Regions from separate parts of the Mus musculus genome. Here region 2 is linked to region 1. Evidence: chromatin contacts called from public promoter capture Hi-C data. All regions are on one chromosome and are shown on one strand. The core of a region is the stretch at or near the end of the contact, and the rest is flanking DNA. Distances in the headings are between cores, read along the strand shown.

Region 1 (3,385 bases), core at 449-2,948:
CATTTTTATGGAAATTTTAACCTATAACAAAAACTTTAATTTGTCTGTTTTTCAGTGATTTGTAGGCTTCACTTTTTGTGATGTGTAACTTTCCCTACTATTTAGAAAGATTCTGTATTTATTCTCTGAGCAGACCATGGAAATAGTTGGTTAAAATATGCTGCTGGTTACAGAAAATTAATAAGAATAGGAATTTGCTAACTTTCACATGTATCATAGGACTTACAGTAAGTCAGAATTTTAAAACATGGCAGATCAGAGTAGAAGGTCTGAATATACTTCACTAGGTAGCATGCCTGTCTGAAAAGGGTCAGTGTGTGATGATTCTAGCCGCAGTTGACATAGAACCACTCCTCTTTTCTACCACTCTGTCCACAGCAGTGGTAGGGAGAAGTGCAATTAGCCCCATGCAGCAGACATGAAAACTGAATGAGCAGCGTAGACCTGGGATTTGAACTTGGCTAGTATATAGATTAAAGAGATGTAACGATATTATCCAGTTGTATCTACAGATCACAGTTGAATCCTTCATCTATTTAGTTTTTGAGATGTAGGCTCACTGTGGGAAGCTTGGGCTGGCCTTAAACTCACAGAGATCTGCTTGCCTTTTGTCTCCAGAGAGCTGTAATTAAAGGCATGTCACCATGCCTGGTCTTCACTTCTTTTTCCCTAAATGCCTTCTCTTTCTAGGAAAATGTATTGTAGGATAACCTTTTAAAGGCACTGAATATTTTTAAAGGTTATGAATAGTTACTCCCATTGGAATTAAAATTTACCAGTCAGGTTTGCTAAAATGTCTGTACAGCTACAGTCTTAACTATTTTAAGAATCTATTGATCTTAAAAGCTCTGATAATATTTCATAGTTGCTAGATACACATTAGAACTGGGTAATTTTTGTCTGTTTAGTTCAGATCACAAAGAGCATATAGATAATATGGTATCTGTAAAATAATTTACTAGGGCTGGAGAGATGGCTCAGCCGTTAAGAGCACTGACTGATCTTTCAGAGATCCTGAGTTCGATTCCCAGCAACAACATTTTGGCTCACAACCATCTGTGATGGGATCCTATGCTCTCTTTTGGTGTGTCTGAAAACAGCTACAGTGTACTCATATAAGTAAAATAATAATAAAAATATAAAATAATTTGCTCAATACATGTTAAAAAAATATATCTGTATTAGAAAGCATTTGTGGAGCCCGCAGAGTTTGAGTCTATTCCCTGTAGTCCCTGTCTGGCTTTCAATAACTTTGTGACCTTGAGCACATCACTAGTCATACAACAGCAGTGCCTTGCTCCCAGGAAACATTTGGAATGGGACCTGAGGACAGTAACACTCAGCATAGCTGTGATACTGTGGTTTGGGATAGATACTCCTGCAGATAATTGTGAAATTTTATTAATTCACTCAAAGACTGTGTGTGTGTGTGTGTGTGTGTGTGTGTGTGTGTGTGTGTGTGTGTGGTTTGTGTGTAGTAGACCTGGGGCTTTACACATCACACTTGCTAGGTTAGAACTGTACTGCCGAGCTATAACACCGCAGCCACCAAAGAACTTAAAACCATTTTTAGTGTTTTATAGTTTTTAGAAAGTGTACGATTGATAGCAACAATGTCTCTATTATGTCACTTAGCTGGCAACGATTAGTCTCAGAACTGAGCTTATAACCAGAAGAAGAAAAACAACATTTGGGCAGCCAAAATAAAGGTCAAGAGTTATGTAATAAATTACCAGCCTTCAGCCAAAGCTCCATTTTCATTTCTGTAGTGCATGGTAGCCTTTTTTTTGGTCAAGGCTCAACAAATGCTCGCCTTGTGTGTGTTTTCATACTATTTTTTTTTTAAAGTTGCCTTACTGATTTCTCAACATAGGCAGCATGGAAGAAGGACCTAAAGATGCCAAACAGATGAAGTTCCAGTTGAGTACAAGAACTTAATATGCAGCGGTTAGCTCTTCAACCTGTCATAGCCCAGAAAAGCTCAGCCCAGATGGTCACTGCACTACAGTAAATAGCAAACCAACTGCTTGTTTTGTGCCTCCACCTAAATAGTGCAGTTAGGAATTTCCACACATAGCATTTCAGATTGGTAACTGCGGATTTCCTTCCCGCACTCGGCTTCACTCACAGCCTTTCTTTCTTGGGAACGTTCCACCCTTCTGACAACGGTGCTGCTGTAAGATTCTAGTTGGTATTTATTATATGTTAATAATTTGTGGTTTTATTTTGCAGGATGAAGAGAATGGAAACAGAGGAGGTAAGCCATTAAACCCCACCACCTTTTCTCCAAACGCTCCTGTGCATCGCACTGTGTGGAGGTGGTAGCAGCTGGGGTGATCTTCTCAAGGCCAAGTGTAGAGCAGTTTGTAGGTATTCAAATCATAGGGGTTAAAATATCCCTTGCTGTCACTTCAGAGCTTTGTGAATTCTATCACTTGATTGCTATGAACACTAATGCTTTCCTGATATATGCACTGTACTTTTAAAGACACTAAGGATTTTATGTCAGGACCTTTGTAAACTTAGTGGCCCTTTCAGGGAAGGAGCCTGTTGTATCAAGGTGGCTTTGGTTCTTCTTGTTTCTAATCTCACTCTTAAATGTACTTAAGGAAGATCATGAGGTGTTCAGACAACTTTAATGAGTTGAAGTTTATATTATAATAAAATAAATCAGCCGGGCAGAGGTGGCACATGCCTTTAATCTCGGGAGGCAGAGAGGCAGGTGGATTTCTGAGTTTGAGGCCAGCCTGATCTGCAGAGTGAGTTCCAGGACATCCAGGACTATACAGAGAAACCCTGTCTCGGTGGGGGGGGGAGGGGGAGAAAAATAAATTCATAAAAACATTTATTTCTGATGTTGGAGAGATGGCCCACTAGTTAAAAGTAGTTACTGTTCGTCTGGAAAACCTGAGTTGGGACCCACATCCAGTGGCTTAGAACTGTACTTGGTGTTTCTAACTCCAGGGGATTTGGTGCTTTCTTCTAAAACGTATACATAACTGTGATACAATGCACACAACTAGGAAGTTGCCGCTGATAGGGTGTTAGTGGATTAGCTACAGTGGTTCACTCACTGAGGGTCCACTAGTTCTGTTGGGTTTGTTGAGGTTTGCTGCTGTTGTTACTGTTGTCTTACTGTCCTGCTTTGCATTCAGTTAGGATACTTCCTTAAAATCCGCACCTTCATCTCTCCTTTTTGTTCTTTTTGTGTCTTGTGACCTTAACATTGTTCAGAATCTGCTAGATTTTTGTCCTGTAGGACCACCATCCACATAGTTTTAGCAGATGTTTTCTCACCACCAGTTCAAGTTTAATCAGTAATTAGTCACATTTGCAATAGTTTTAAATATAACATCATATAACATAATAGTAATTTGTATAACCT
Region 2 (3,385 bases), core at 592-3,091, 250 kb before region 1:
CACTAGTGAGCAACAAATGTCATATACATCACAGTTGTCATCTTGACAAGGACGGTGAGACATGATCAAATCAAAACTAGCCTCACAGTGTATATACCCAAGTAAGAGATCTGGGCATTTTCTACTGATTGACTTGCTTTTTTACTTATTTACTTATTTTAGTGATAGTAAGGATAGTAGGATGCCCAAGATATTGAGCATCCTATCACTAAGATTAACACCCAGGTTTTGCTACTTTATTGATTCTTCTTTTTAACACCCTTTATCCCCCTACCTCCTTTTATGCCCTACCACTAGATAAGAGAGAAGGAAGAAGAGAGGAGAGAGAGGGGAGAGAGAGAGACCCTTGCATCTGAATTCTTTCTTGTTTCTTCTTTGAGCACAACTACTAACAAATTGCAAACAACCTCCCTGAACAACCACCAACCCCCGTTTCGGGGCCCTGGCATTTGTTCTAGAATTCCAAATGTCACAGAATCACAGAAAATTATCTGCATCTGGCAAAATAATGTCTTTCTGCTAATGCCGGAAGCATATCACAGCCATCTGCTGAGAAGCAGCCCCAGATTAAAGCACCTGGGATTAAAATGAAAACATGTTCTTATAATATTTCTCTGTTGCTTTTTTTAAAGAAAACAAAATTCCAAAATTGTCACTACATGTGGCCTTCCAGTATGAGCCTTCCAAGTATCTGGGATTCCAGGCCTGTGCTACCAGGCTCAGCTGAGACTGCACATCTTAAGAGAAGTGGAAACTTTGCTCAAAGTTGGGCATGGTGATCCTACATCTGTGATCCTAGCATTTAGGAAGCCGATGTAAGAGGATCAATACACATTTCAAGCCAGACGACATCATGAGACCCTGCCTCAAAACTACAAAACCAACACAGAAACACCTTGCTCAAAGCCAGCTCTCTGAAGCCTTCCAAAGTGAAACTCTATTTGACGCCTTGACTTGTTCCCAAAGCCTGCAATACATTGCGCCCTGCTCTCTTCTTCAGAGCAAGTCCTATGAGCCATGGTAGGAGCATCCTCTGATGCAGTTTAGTGGAGAGGGTGCTCTGAGAATGGGGTTGACAGGAACTTGGGACTGTATAAGACACCACAAGGCGTCTTTAGTGCTGGGTTAGGTGAGTTCTGGTTTGAACCTTGAGAAGGAAAGCATCTTGCCATCTCCTCAGAGCTAACGCCAGCTTATTTCAGAAAGTGTTGGAATATATAATCAGATAAATTTGACTCCCAACTAATGAGCAACTTGTGTAGCTTGGACATCAGTATGGAAATTTACTACAACAATTATCTTTCCATTCAATGGAGGAACATTTTGTTTCTATAGAAACTGTTCTAGACCCATGTATACTTATATACTGACTATACTTCTGAAGTATGCAGCCCATCCTTATGGGAGTACACATCATCTTGAAAGGGCTTCTTGCCTTCCAATAAACATTGATTTTTTTAAAAAAAAAAAAGATCTTTTTCACTTGATTTCAGAATAAAATAAAACTTTGTTTGTAAGAATTGCTAAGGAAGACTTTCAGGAAATGAGAACCTGGAGTGATTCGGCCCTTTGCAGCTGTCATGAAAGAGTAGCTACTTGGTCCCCAAGTGGTTTCTGGGAACATACGCCCGGTCTCTGCATAGCTGTATTTCTCCCAGACTCTGTATTTTCCAAGCAGCATTGTGTTTGCTGTGTTTGGGACGTTGCTATGCAAAACATTATAAAAGAGTAGGGTTTTTTTTTTTTTTTTTTTTTTCCTGAGGCAATCAAGAGCTGAGCAGATGCAAGCTTAGGATGATACAACCATTTCTTAGAACAGCTTTAGAGATCCTTCGGGAATGGTGTAAGAATGTTCACGATAAGAAGGGATAAAGGCCTAAATTGTCATTCCACGTGACCAAGGTCACGTGCCAGCAGCTTCACAGCTATTGACACCACTTAAGCAGCAGTTTCAAAAACTGCTCTCACTTGGATTTTTGCAAACAAAGGCCTTCTCTATTTTCCTCTTCAAACTCATAGTCTCCATGGGCTAGTCCCTTTATAAGTGATATGGTACAACCTTCTTAAGGCAACAAAATAAATAAACTAAGATTACAGCCTGTGATATTTAAAGGATCATTGCTTTGTTTCTCACGTTATCTTGCTTTTACCCATGAATTTTAATTCCAGTTTTACTACTAGAGATGTACAGATACTGTAGCTATTTGATAGACCTGTTCAGGAAGAACTGTGAGATGTGTGCATTATATCCTGAGCAACATCATTTACAGACAGACACTAAGGTCCAGAGTCTCTACAACCACAGAGACAGCATGAGCGTCCATGAAATTCCCAGGCAAGTGGACGGACCTGGAGGGCATCACCCTGAGTGAGGTAACCCAATCACAAAGGAACTCACACAATATGTACTCACTGATAAGTGGATATTAGCCCAGAAACTTAGAATACTCAAGATATAAGATACAACTTGCGAAACACATGAAACTCGAGAAGAATGAAGACCAAAGTGTGGCTACTTTGCCCCTTCTTAGAATTGGGAACAAAACACCCATGGAAGGAGTTACAGAGACAAAGTTTGGAGCTGAGACGAAAGGATGGACCATCCAGAGACTACCATACCCGGGGATCCATCCCATAATCAGCCTCCAAACACTGACACCACTGCATATGCCAGCAAGATTTTGCTGAAAGGACCCTGATATAGCTGTCTCTTGTGAGACTATGCCGGGGCCTAGCAAACACAGAAGTGGATGCTCACAGTCAGCTATTGGATGGAAAACAGGGCCCCCAGTGGAGGAGCTAGAGAAAGTACCCAAGGAGCTGGGGGGATCTGCAACCCTATAGGTGGAACAACAATATGAACTAACCAGTAGCCCCTGGAGCTCGTGTCTCTAGCTGCATATGTAGCGGAAGATGGCCTAGTCGGCCATCAGTGGGAAGAGAGGCCCATTGGTGGTGTAAACTTTATATGCCTCAGTACAGGGGAAAGCCAGGGCCAAGAAGTGGGAGTAGGGGGGGAGGAGAGTGGGGGAGAGGGCGTGGGAGACTTTTGGGATAGCATTGAAAATGTAAATGAAATAAATACCTAATTTAAAAAAAAAAAAGATTGGGCTGAGGGCTGGACAATGGCTCAGTGAGTGACATCACTGCCTGAAGCAGCATAAGGGTCTAAGTACAAATCCCCAGCACCTACATAAAAAGTAGGGTGTGGGGCTGGAGAGATGGCTCAGCAGGTAAGAGCACTGACTGCTCTTCCAAAAGTCCTGAGTTCAAGTCCCAGCAACCACATGGTGGCTCACAACCAACTGTGATGAGATCTGATTCCCTCTTCTGGTATGTCTGAAGACAGCTACAGTGTACTTATGTATAATAATAAATAAATCTT

What was found. Capture Hi-C pulls out chosen DNA fragments and counts their contacts.
Region 2: a contact with region 1 is called in a promoter capture Hi-C map of adipose tissue. The contact joins two enhancer-like sites. A contact is called at or near these places in 1 of 484 Hi-C or Micro-C datasets (spermatogonial stem cells), 4 of 115 datasets of contacts at active chromatin or transcription factors (bone marrow-derived dendritic cells, embryonic stem cells, microglia and 1 more) and 2 of 9 other capture datasets (adipose tissue and liver).

The regions. Positions count from the first base shown.
Region 1 is chr2:20,911,149-20,914,533 of GRCm38.p6, reverse strand. Arhgap21 (Rho GTPase activating protein 21) reads left to right here. Exons shown (of 24, transcript NM_001081364.3): 3 at 2,233-2,257. Among named protein-coding and RNA genes, the nearest start is that of Arhgap21, 55 kb to the left of the region's middle. Within about 2 kb of position 1,698, at least 11 of the 459 cell types and tissues checked have an H3K27ac peak or open chromatin away from gene starts, as enhancers often do. A contact at or near this core is called in adipose tissue, where this site is marked.
Region 2 is chr2:21,162,872-21,166,256 of GRCm38.p6, reverse strand. No RefSeq gene overlaps it. Among named protein-coding and RNA genes, the nearest start is that of Enkur, 41 kb to the left of the region's middle. Within about 2 kb of position 1,841, at least 19 of the 459 cell types and tissues checked have an H3K27ac peak or open chromatin away from gene starts, as enhancers often do. A contact at or near this core is called in adipose tissue, where this site is marked.